4 separate regions of the Mus musculus genome follow, and all the other regions are linked to region 4. The links are chromatin contacts, called in public promoter capture Hi-C maps. All regions are on one chromosome and are shown on one strand. Each heading gives the region's core, a stretch centred on a gene start, on an enhancer-like site or on the middle of the called end of the contact. The rest is flanking DNA. Distances are from core to core; before and after follow the strand shown. Region 1 holds the start of Tfe3 (transcription factor E3). Region 2 holds the start of Praf2 (PRA1 domain family 2). Region 3 holds the start of Prickle3 (prickle planar cell polarity protein 3). Region 4 holds the start of Pqbp1 (polyglutamine binding protein 1).

Region 1 (2,700 bases), core at 75-2,574, 140 kb before region 4:
ATGGTTGTAAGCCACCATGTGGTTGCTGGGATTTGAACTCAGGACCTTCGGAAGAGCAGTCGGGTGCTCTTACCCGCTGAGCCATCTCATCAGCCTGCATCCTTGCTTTTTCTTCCAGGAGTACTCGTATCTCAGACCATTCTGCAACTCACTGTGTAGCTAAGGATGATCTGGACCAACAAATTCTCTGCTGTTCATGTCCCTCCTCCTGTGATGACAGAGTTGTCCCACCATACTCCCACACCCGCTGTCATAAATTTTCTCCTGCTCCAACTGATGGTCTCAGGATGCTGGGAAGTAGGATGGGAGAAGTGGTGGGCTCTGGTGTTTTATGAACTACGTGTACCTGTTGGTGTCAGTGGAACTTCTGTGTCTGCGTCACCCTGCATTTATCTGCCGCACACAGGCTCCTCCTAAATGATTGATCAAGCAAACAAGTGAGCAAATCGATTAAGGTTGGGAAATTTCTTGTATGCAAAACAGCTTGCCTGCCTTTTTCCTTATTTATATATCTCTTATCCTCATAACTTTGCCAACACAGTTTATGGCCCCATTTGCCAGGGCAGGAACGTGGAGGCGCAGAGTGGAGCAGGTCTTCTGCATTATTCAAATAGTTCATTTTGATTATAGAAGTCATTCTCTGGAAACCAGATCTAATTACCATCCGTCCACTCATTCATCCATCTGTCAAAAGCTTCATTGACCGTCTATTGCGTAGTACAACGATCATAGTACAACAAATACTTTAGATAACAACAAAAAAGGCTGAGCTCTTTCTGGAAGACCAGCTCCGTGGCTGGACTGTGGGTACCAAAAGGGCAGGGTTTCAGCACCACCTTTAAGGAATGTCGGTGCCTCACTCAAAGTGGCTTGAGAAGACATGGGTACCAAGAAGTTGGGGTGCGGGCTGGGAAGATCCAGGGCTAAGAGCCGGCATGGTTCCGCTAAAAAAAAAAAAAAAAAAAAAAAAAAACCTTGGCATGGAGACTTTCCACGCAGGTGCAGAAAACCCAAGACTCAGCTTAATATCTTGCTGGGGATGGGGATTGGGGCTGGGGGGCATGAGGATGGTGTGGATAATTTGAGGGAGGGGGTGTGGCTCAGGAAGCTACGTAAAAATGAAGGCGTGGCTCAACCAAATCACTCCTCTCCTATTTGCTTCCGCCTCCCGGGGCGTGGCCTAAAGGCCCTTTTCCGAAGGGCGGGCCGAAGCCGGTGTTCCCTACCGCTCGAAGTCGTGGCTTAGGGCGGGCTCTCCAATCTCCCGGCTGCAACTGGCTGCCTTGCTCAGGAGGTATGGCCCAACCAGACTTCCATCCCCAGTGTGGTCACTTCCTGTGGAGTTTCCCCAGCCCAAGGAGGAGGGGGAAGAGGACGAGAGGGAGGCGAGCGGTCGTTCGGGGTTAGGTTGGGGGGTGTCGGTCCGTTCAGGGCGGGTGATGACTCACGGCCCATCCCATCTTCCCGACGCCGCCCGCCCACGCAGTGCTAGCTCCATGGCTTAACGGAGGAGGCAGCGGCAAACAGGGGGAGGGGGACTCTTATTTTGTTAGGGGGACCGGGCCAAGGCCCGACCGGCCTGGCAGGGCTCGCCCGGAGCCGGGCGTCATGTCTCATGCAGCCGAGCCAGCTCGGGACGCCGTAGAGGCCAGCGCGGAGGGCCCTCGAGCCGTGTTCCTGCTATTGGAAGAGCGCAGGCCAGCTGAGTCGGCCCAGCTGCTCAGGTGCGGGGCCACCTCTGGGGCCGGGAGTGACAACTGAGGTTCCCCGGGGACTCATCTCAGGACACGGGGGGTCCTCGACTGGGGTTGGAGACTCTTGGCCTAGGCTTGAAGGACGTCGGAGTGCCCATCTTGGGTGGGCGCCTCAGAAATCTGGTACTGATCTGCTTGGATAGACGCTTACAGGAGTAGTGGGAGTGCGTGAGGAGGGCAGAGTCATATTTGGGGGGGTGTCTTTGCTGGGTCTAGCGGGGCAGATCGTGGAGTATACAGAAACTGGTTTGCTGTAGTTGAACTTGGAAACTGATTAAAAGCTGAATTGGGGATTGTTGACTCGGTCGCGGAGGGATGAATGTGAGGGCATACATACTGTCAGGTGAGGCACTGATTTTAAGGAAATCCTGGGGTTTCCCCCCTCCCCCTTTTAGTGTGTGTGGGGGGAAAATTCAGGGAGGCAGAGGTGTTATTTGGGGCACCTAGTGATTCCCAGTAGCCGGTGCTGTGTTTTTGGGAATAGCACGAGTCTAAAGGAGTTAGGGGGAGGTCTCCGATCTGCCGGGAGTGTGTGTGAATAATTGAGCGAAGCAACTTGCTGGGCCCAATCGGTTCACTGTTGCTACCCCGCTCAGCTGGCGTCTGTACAGAAAGGCCGAGATAGTGGAAACCCCTCTTGTCTTATCCAATGGGTGATAAAATGTGATGCGGCAGGGCACACTGGAAAGATACAGTTCACTTTTTAGGCGTGGGGGGTTGGGGGGAGGCCTAGAGCCTTATATGGAAGCCCAGAGGAGGGTCTTGTTTCTGTTGCCACTCGCCCTAGCCTTGCAGCCAAGCCGGCCCTGCCCACTCCCTACCCACACACCCCCTCTTCCTTTTATTTCGCCCTCCCAGCCGGTCTCTCAGTTCCCGGGTGTAATCTTGAATCAGTCTCTAGAGCTGGAGTGAGTACCGATTGCACCATTCCCGTCTGGGTGGGTCC
Region 2 (2,700 bases), core at 168-2,667, 170 kb before region 4:
CGGGTCTGTCTTGCAGCATTAACTTCAGCCACGACTCCTCCTTCCTCTGTGCTTCCAGTGACAAGGGCACTGTCCACATCTTCGCTCTTAAAGACACCCGCCTTAACCGCCGCTCTGCGTGAGTATCTTCACCCTCCTATCCCAATCCCTCTGGCCGCGTGACATGCCTGGACTTACCAAACGCTGCCAACAGGCTGGCTCGTGTGGGCAAAGTGGGACCTATGATTGGGCAATACGTGGACTCTCAGTGGAGCCTGGCCAGCTTTACTGTGCCTGCTGAGTCAGCCTGCATCTGCGCCTTTGGTCGAAATACTTCCAAGAATGTCAATTCTGTAATTGGTGAGTGACAGCAGCCCCTTGATTTGTGGTACTAAGTGGGTAAAGGACTACAGGTCCCCTAAAAGAATTTAAGGGCTATCAGAGCTGGAGGAAACTGGAACATGATGCCATTAGTAAGGGGTGTGGCACTTGGGGAGGGCCCTGGAGTTAGACCATTAGCCCCAGTGGGACACCCGAGGGGATTGGGGTATGTGGCTGGGCACCTAACCTTTCACAACACCTTCACCACCACCACCACCACCACCACCACCCCCCAGCCATCTGTGTAGATGGGACCTTCCACAAATATGTCTTCACTCCTGATGGAAACTGCAACAGAGAGGCCTTTGACGTGTACCTTGACATCTGTGATGACGAGGACTTCTAAAGCATCCTGGCAGCTGTACTGGGAACCTACAGTACCGATGGCCGGCCGAACTGAGTCTTGAGGGTGTTGAACCAGCCAGCAAGCATAAATGAGCCTTTCACTCTGCATCAAACACAGCTGTGTCTAAATAAACAGCTCGCTTCCACGAGCACTTTTTGTGACTGGAGTGCTAAAGGCCAGAGGACAGCTTAGTCTGTCCCTGGGCCTCCTAGTCTGGAAAACACCAGGGACCCAAAGGGATTATACTAATCCAACCTAAGGATTTAAAAATAATGGTTACCAGGAGATAGTCTCTGTAATGTATATGAATAAAAGGCCTTTGAGTGGCATTTATGACTTGACCTCAAGGGTGGGGCGTGCTTTCCCGGGCGCAGCGTAACCTTCTAGGAACCTGTCGGGAAGTGGAAGCCAGCTTGGGATCTGACTTCCTAGTTTTAGCATATTCATTGTTGAGTCAACCCCAGCCTGTACTGTCCGGTGGTGCCCCGCCCAGGGGTAAAGAGTTTTGAGCTGCTCGCCGCGTGGCGACGCTTGGTTTCCCAGCAGTCTCTGCTACCCGAGTTGGTAGTTTCTGGTCACATTCATGTTTGCAGCTGCGCAGTATGCATACGTTGCTAGTCGGCGGCTCCCTAGACTCCATTTCCCAATGTGCCTCACGGTGCTGTGAGTGATAACTGGGTGTTGTAGTCTCGCCGCCCTTCGGGCTGGTCCAGCAACCCGCAGGATGTCGGAGGTGCGGCTGCCACCGCTGCGCGCCCTAGACGACTTTGTCCTGGGGTCTGCGCGCCTGGCGGCTCCTGATCCAGGCGATCCACAACGATGGTGTCACCGCGTCATCAACAACCTCCTCTACTACCAAACCAATTACCTTCTCTGCTTTGGCATCAGTCTTGCGCTGGCCGGGTGAGGGAGGGAGGTAGCGATTGGCTGAAGATACTAGCGGGACGCAGGGTGGGCTTGCGGGTCTTTGAGAAGGAGGGGGATCTAAGGGAAATGCTAGACTGAGTAGTGTGAGTTCGGGAGAATATGAAGGTCTGGGGGGCATGGGTGGAAAAATTTGAAGGAAGCAGATCTTTGTTATAAGGAGGGCCATGGAGGTGGGATGGGGGAGGTGTCTGGAGGAAAGACACAGGACCTGGGTAGAAAAGGGAGGAGGGCTGAGGTGGAGTGTGGGCTAGGAAGTGGACTCTGGACTTAAGGAAGGACTGATATGGGGATGTGAGAGTACCTAAGAGGTTCAGCGATATGAGTGGCAGATTAGGGGAGCCCTGGAAGGGTTAATCCAGAGGTGGAGGTGTAGTAAAGTCAGGGCTTGGGAAGGGAGCTGGTAGAGAAGCTGCTCCTATTGGGCCCAGAGGGAAGACCTACTAGACTCGAGAAGCTTGCGGCCAAAAACAGACGATCTAGAAGAGGGACTTGGGCAGGGTTGTGAGAGTGGGACTGAAACCAAGCAACTGGGGGAGGGTGGCTCTATAAAAAACTAGGGTAGTGGGGGGCCTTTGGAAGGAGAATGACACCTGGAAGGTGCCTACATCTGACTGCAGGATGGGGGATCTGCCAGGGTTAAAATCAACGTAGAGGAATATGGGAGCAGATGTAGGAATACCAGAAAGAAATCCTGCAGATTGAAAGGCAAAGACCAGAGAAGTGTTGGCAGCCTAGGACCTCTAGCAGGAAGTGAGGGTCTGGTAGGATTGTAGGATCGAAGAGGAACTGAGAGTCCACAGGAATTGCTGGAGTGGAGAGGGGCCTGGTGAGACTATGCCGGGATGCTAATTCCAGAAACAGGGAACAAATCTCTTGGGGTCCAGAATTGGATGTACAATGAGGCTAGCTGAGTGCTCTTGTTCCTGCAGGTACATTCGTCCGCTGCACACCCTCCTGAGTGCACTGGTAGTGGTGGTGGCCCTCGGGGTGCTGGTGTGGGCTGCTGAAACCCGTGCAGCTGTGCGCCGCTGCCGTCGCAGCCACCCTGCTGCCTGCCTGGCTGCAGT
Region 3 (2,700 bases), core at 111-2,610, 240 kb before region 4:
TACTGGCATCTCCAAACACTACTGTCTTCTGCTGTAACTAGGCTTCACCAACAGCCTCTCATAGGCTCTCTTCATGGTGCCAAGCCTCAACTCCTTTGCATGACCCCTTCTGTCCTGGGCCATCAGTTGCAACTGAGGCTGCACCTTCACCACTGGCCCCATGGCCTCTCTCAGTGCCGAGCCTCAGCTGCTCTGCGTGACCCCTTCATGCCTACAAAACCAGTGCCACCTGGGTGACTCTTACACATTACCAAGTCCAGCCACAGCACAAGGTACAACCTTGGCTATCTCTGGAACACAGCCTCTTTGTGCTCTCAGAAAACACTTCCCAGAAGATTTCACCTCAGTGATGCTGGTCTCTTCTTAATCACGGCTAATTTCTTAGCTCCAGCTAACCAGCATCAGTAGTCCCAGTAATGCAAAGTTTTCTCTTTGTTTTGTTTTTGTTTTGTTTTTTTCGAGACAGGGTTTCTCTGTATAGCCCTGGCTGTCCTGGACCTCACTTTGTAGAGCAGGCTGGCCTCGAACTCAGAGATCCACCTGCCTCTGCCTCCCAAGTGCTGGGATTAAAGGCGTGTGCCACCACTCCCGGCTTCAAAGTTTTCCCTTTAATAGTTCTGGTATCTTGTTAATCACAGCTGATTCTTCAGCCCCAACTAACTAAAACCACAGAATCTTCACAATCAAAACAGCAATGGCCCTGAAAAGAGTCTTTAATCTTCTCTGGAATTTCACAAGCCAGACCTCCATCTTCTGCACTGTTCTCAACATTATCTTCCAGCCTCCTACACAACATCCCACAGAGCTTTTAACACCGAATGGATCTTCTAGCTCAAAGTTCCAAAGTCCTTCCACAGTCCTCCCCCAAACATGGTCAGGTTGTCACAGGAATACCCCACTATGCTGGTACCAAAATGGAACAGATCTAGCAGGATGCTGAGCGCCACAGAACACCAGCTACCACTGAAGATGAAGTTGGGATGGTCCTTGTAACGCTCACCCCGGGAAAAGAGAACCTGGGAAGGGACCAAGAGGTGGCTTTGACCCCTGTCCCCCAAAGCTTTCAAGACCCTATTCTTAGAAACAAGCACTCTAGTGTAACACTCTCACCATGTCTCCACATCCAAACCGTTTGCTTCCGGCTTTCCAACACTAAAGGCCATGCGGCACCGAGGGATACTGAAGGCTCAGCCTTCTGACAGTCTGCTCCGGCTCTAGCCCTGGGATGAACGCCAATAATGGGCTTTCCAGCAAGGCACTCACCTTTAGATAGGGGACACCAGGGTGACTGAGACACTACACAGGCCGTGGGGCGGGCCCTAGAAAGCGTGCTCCTCCCACTAAGTCAAGTTTACGGAACAGAGCTGCCAGGCCCGACGCGCCGTGGCAGCCGACTCCATTCGTCGGAACCAGCCGTGCTTGAATCTGTCTGGGCGCGCCATGTTCGCGCGTGGGTCCCGGAGGCGCCGCTCTGGGCGTGCGGTGAGCAGGGCTCAGGACAGTGGTGGGGGTCAGGGGTAAACTAAGATCCAGGCGAGGGGGGCAGGGCACCGGGACAGAGGGGAGGCACCCTAAGGGAGGATCTGGGAACTCCCTTCCCCAGCTTTCCCAGACTGGGGCACAGAGACTGAAGTAGAATCCTGGATGCAAAAACGTGTAGATATGGTGGCTCAAGCCCCTAACACGCCTCATACTTTTATCACTGTTGCAATCTGGGGATGCCCCCCTTATCTGTGAATTAATCTGAAAGGTGAAAAGAATAGGGGCTTGAGATTTGAGGTTGAGCAAGAGTGGGGTATCCTGAGTGTCTGATTAAGGGACCTCATACATTGAAGGACTGTAGAGTGAAAGTGGGGGTCCTTCATCCCTGGGTACCAAGAGTCAATGAACTAAGATTTAGGATCAGAAGAATTTCAGGTTTCCATCGGAGTCTGGAAGCTGACCTCCTAGATAGGATGGTGTCTCTCTTGTTTTGAAAGATCTTTAACCAAGAAAGGTGGAATCTGGACCAAAAAAGAGAGTAGTCCTAAACTATGACGGGTAAAGAGAAAGATTTCTTGGGCTAGGGCTTTCTGAATGGAGCAGGGATGGCCTGCGGTCCTCAGGTAGGAGAGATGGAGCCAGGGTTTGGGGGAGGGGCGGGAGAACTTCTGAGGGAATGGCATTGCCCAGAGTCCATGAGGGATCCCAGGGAAAGGAGAGGTTCTCAGACGCCTGCCCTGTGGGACTGGAGTGCTGCTGGAGCCCTGGATATTGAAGGGAGACTTGGGAGGGAATGCCCAGACTAGGGTCTCTGCTCTAGTAGGTAGAGGACTCTCTCTCTGACAGACCTGTCTGAGAACTAAAGAGGGACAGACCAGCCCAGACAGAAGAATTCCCTGGAAAGGGAATACAGGAAAGTAGTCTCAGCTGCCCTGCCTCTGATTTGAATGCTTCCTCCTCCCCCGCGCTCCAGGCGCGGTCTCAGCCTGCCCAGCGCTGCCCCCAGTAAGACAGGCCCCAGCCTGCGGTTGTGAGCCTGGGAGTGGAGTAGCAGGCGTTGACTTCTTCCTCCCTCCTCCCACACCTTATTTCTTCTTGCATCTGCTCCCACCCACCACAGCCTCCAGAGGCAGAGGACCCTGCCCGCGGCCAGCCTTGCAATTCCTGCAGGGAACAGTGCCCAGGCTTCCTGCTGCATGGCTGGAGGTAAGTGACCCT
Region 4 (2,700 bases), core at 52-2,551:
ATTAGGAAAGCGGAGACAGGCAGATCTTGATGAATGCAAAGCCAGCCTGATATACAGAATGGGTCCCAGGCCTGCCAGAAGTACAGAATGAGACCATGTCTCAAACATTAATTAGTTAAATACCATGCAGTCATGGGTTTATTTTACTTATTTTCTGATACACACACATATATATACACATATATACATGTGTACATACACACACAGACACATGTATATCTGGCCTAGAATTCAGTATGTAAACCAGGCTGTCTCCTGTGATCCCTTTTACCTGCCCCAGCCATGCTGGGGACTACAGATGAATGCCACCATACTTATGTCTATTTGTTTTTTATTTTTTGAAGACTGGGTCTTGCCAAATTGCCATGTCTGGCCTTGACCTCCTGGACTCAAGCCATGTTTGTAGCTCAGCCTCCTTAGTACCTGAGATATTTGTACCTGCCACCGTGTCCACTTGATTCATGACTTAAATTAAAGCTATCCCTCCAGCCTTACACTTCACACAGCACCCACCAACCACGAAGAAGTAATGAATATCAGAAAAAATTATATTGACAACGAGATGCCTGCCAGGCCATGCAAGATACCAAGTATCAAAACCAAGGTGCCAGTCAAGGAGATATACTTCAATAGAGCGCATCCAAGAGCTCTGGTCTAACCCCAGCAGTACAAGGGGGCGGGGGAAGATGCACACTAGGACGGCAGAAGATGGCAGAGCACTTACTTAGCAAACACCTAGGTTCGACAGGGGCGGGAGGGGGCGGAGAAAAGGGGGAATAAAGAATAGAATAAACAGCAGAACGTCTATTAACACTGGCACATGATAGATGCATCTGCTTTTAGTTTTCTCACCCGGCTCCAGATGTTTGAGGATGCCCCTCTTCGCCAAGCGGGTCTGCAGCGCAACAGGAAGCGGCATAGTGGGTAGCTGACCAGACCTAGAAACAGACAAGACAGTACTGAAGGGCAGATCTGATTAACATTTCAATCTGGATAGCCAGTAACCACGCGTGTGTTCACACACACACACACACACACACACACACACACACACACACACACACACACACACCTACGTAACTGCAACAGTAGCTGGAAGAGAACAAAAATGCGTGCTAAAAGATAAAAGAGATATGTAGCAATATGGCCAGAATTAGGATCAGCAGAACTCTCCGGACCCAGGCACTGGAGACCGGATGGACCAAAGACCCAGTTCCTCTCTAGACCAAGGCTCCACCCATCACCCAAGGGACCAAGTGCCACACACCCGCAACCCAGAAATGGGATCACCCAACGTTCCTCAAAGTCCGCACGGTGGGCGGAACCAAGGCGCTAGGATGGGGGAGATACAATGCCAACGCCATCTCCAGCTTTAAAAGAAAGCTTACACCCCAGCCTTACCAGTACAACTGTGCGATTAGTCAAAGTCTATCTCCTTACCCTCCTCTCCCTCATTGGCACAGTGCTTACCAACACCGAAGGGCTCTTGGTTTAAAGCACAACAGGCTCCTCGACTCTCCCCAGGTGCAATTAACTGGTCGCATCCGACGCTTACATGGAACGGATGTGGCCCTTCTGGCTAGCCAATAAGAGCGCGCCGTTGGCCTTACGTAAGCAGAGAAGAACCAATTGTTCCCTTGGTCTACGTACAGCGCCTCAGAGCTTGTGGGCGTTTCGGAGCGGGAGGGGGACGGGGGGAGTGTCTCGCCCGCGCCACCGACTGCGCCAGGCCGGACTCTGGCGCCATGGAGGAGTACGCTCGCGAACCTTGGTACGGCGATGGGCACAGGCTTCGGGACAGTCCGCGCGACGCTCAGGCGGACAACGGGAGGCGGGCGGGGAAGGCAGGGGCTGCAGTGTCAAGTCCCTGACCCGGGAGGCTCGGAAACTTCACTGCCTCTGCGCATCCGGCATGGCCCCTCCCACTCGGACTTCGTCAAAAAACCGCCACCGTGGAGTGTCCCAGTATGTGCGGTGTGGGACAAACTATCGCACTGTTGCCCTGGCTCTTCTCCTAGACCCCCTTTGTGAGCCAAAAGAGAAACGCTGGGCAGATCCATTCCGGCGGTGAGGGAGGAGAGGCGTGGAGCCAATATCCACAGGGTTTCTTCGTGTCGCTTTTCTCAGGCTGGCTTTTGACATAGGATAGGGCATGTGTGAACTCACTGTGGGCTAAGCCAGATGGCACCTGGCTTTTCCGCACGGTCTTTTGATTTGTCCGATTTAGGTTTTAAAAGGACACAAGGGTTTCTCTGGACGTGCTTTTTGTGTCGAACCGAGTGTCAGTCACCCTGTTTATATTTTACTTAAATAACGTTTGCTAGTTAACACTATTGAAGCCTGACACGACAACTCCCCCCCCCCCCTCCCAGACACGGTTACTCTGTGGTGTAGCCCTGGCTGTCCTGGAACTCACTCTGTAGTCTTGAACTAAGAAATCCTCCTGCCTCTGCCCCCCAAGTTCTGGGATTAAAGGCGTGAACCACCCCTGCCAGGCACATGACAACTCTTACTGATTTTTGATAGTAACAAAAACCATTTTGTTTTTGGCTCCTGGTTCTAGGATTTGAGGGACTCTGTTCTTCAAATCTAGTTTCACGTAGAACTCTCTGAGAATACTGTATTGTCAGAAACAGTCATAGGGGCTCAGTGGTAGAGTAGTTGATTTAAGCAAGAGACAGATTGTGGGGGACAGGGGAC

What was found. Promoter capture Hi-C pulls out the DNA fragments that hold promoters and counts their contacts. Capture Hi-C pulls out chosen DNA fragments and counts their contacts.
Region 1: a promoter capture Hi-C map of erythroid cells shows a contact between it and region 4, with 2.6 times the contacts expected there. The contact joins the promoter of Tfe3 here to the promoter of Pqbp1 in region 4. A contact is called at or near these places in 21 of 39 promoter capture datasets (the 3T3-L1 cell line, 3T3-L1-derived adipocytes, the C10 cell line and 14 more), 10 of 484 Hi-C or Micro-C datasets (the G1E-ER4 cell line, the HPC-7 cell line, Sertoli cells and 4 more), 14 of 115 datasets of contacts at active chromatin or transcription factors (the 230-238 cell line, effector CD8 T cells, embryonic stem cells and 5 more) and 3 of 9 other capture datasets (adipose tissue, liver and pancreatic islet).
Region 2: a contact with region 4 is called in a promoter capture Hi-C map of pancreatic islet. The contact joins the promoter of Praf2 here to the promoter of Pqbp1 in region 4. A contact is called at or near these places in 15 of 39 promoter capture datasets (the 3T3-L1 cell line, the C10 cell line, the HPC-7 cell line and 10 more), 6 of 484 Hi-C or Micro-C datasets (B cells, the G1E-ER4 cell line, embryonic stem cells and 1 more), 6 of 115 datasets of contacts at active chromatin or transcription factors (effector CD8 T cells, embryonic stem cells, extraembryonic endoderm stem cells and 1 more) and 3 of 9 other capture datasets (adipose tissue, liver and pancreatic islet).
Region 3: a contact with region 4 is called in a promoter capture Hi-C map of adipose tissue. The contact joins the promoter of Prickle3 here to the promoter of Pqbp1 in region 4. A contact is called at or near these places in 8 of 39 promoter capture datasets (the 3T3-L1 cell line, the C10 cell line, fetal liver and 4 more) and 2 of 9 other capture datasets (adipose tissue and liver).

What each region holds. Positions count from the first base shown.
Region 1 is chrX:7,761,337-7,764,036 of GRCm38.p6, forward strand. Tfe3 (transcription factor E3) reads left to right here and starts at 1,325. Exons shown (of 10, transcript NM_172472.3): 1 at 1,325-1,724. The coding sequence starts at 1,609.
Region 2 is chrX:7,727,154-7,729,853 of GRCm38.p6, forward strand. It overlaps Praf2 (PRA1 domain family 2), which reads left to right and starts at 1,418. Exons shown (of 3, transcript NM_138602.4): 1 at 1,418-1,609; 2 at 2,563-2,700. The coding sequence starts at 1,431. Wdr45 (WD repeat domain 45) reads left to right here. Exons shown (of 11, transcript NM_001290792.1): 9 at 17-118; 10 at 194-339; 11 at 597-1,048. The coding sequence ends at 706.
Region 3 is chrX:7,656,019-7,658,718 of GRCm38.p6, forward strand. Prickle3 (prickle planar cell polarity protein 3) reads left to right here and starts at 1,361. Exons shown (of 9, transcript NM_001290624.1): 1 at 1,361-1,482; 2 at 2,603-2,688. The coding sequence starts at 1,441.
Region 4 is chrX:7,897,699-7,900,398 of GRCm38.p6, forward strand. It overlaps Pqbp1 (polyglutamine binding protein 1), which reads right to left and starts at 1,302. Exons shown (of 7, transcript NM_019478.4): 1 at 1,073-1,302; 2 at 853-938. The coding sequence starts at 919. It overlaps Timm17b (translocase of inner mitochondrial membrane 17b), which reads left to right and starts at 1,638. Exons shown (of 6, transcript NM_011591.5): 1 at 1,638-1,771. The coding sequence starts at 1,746.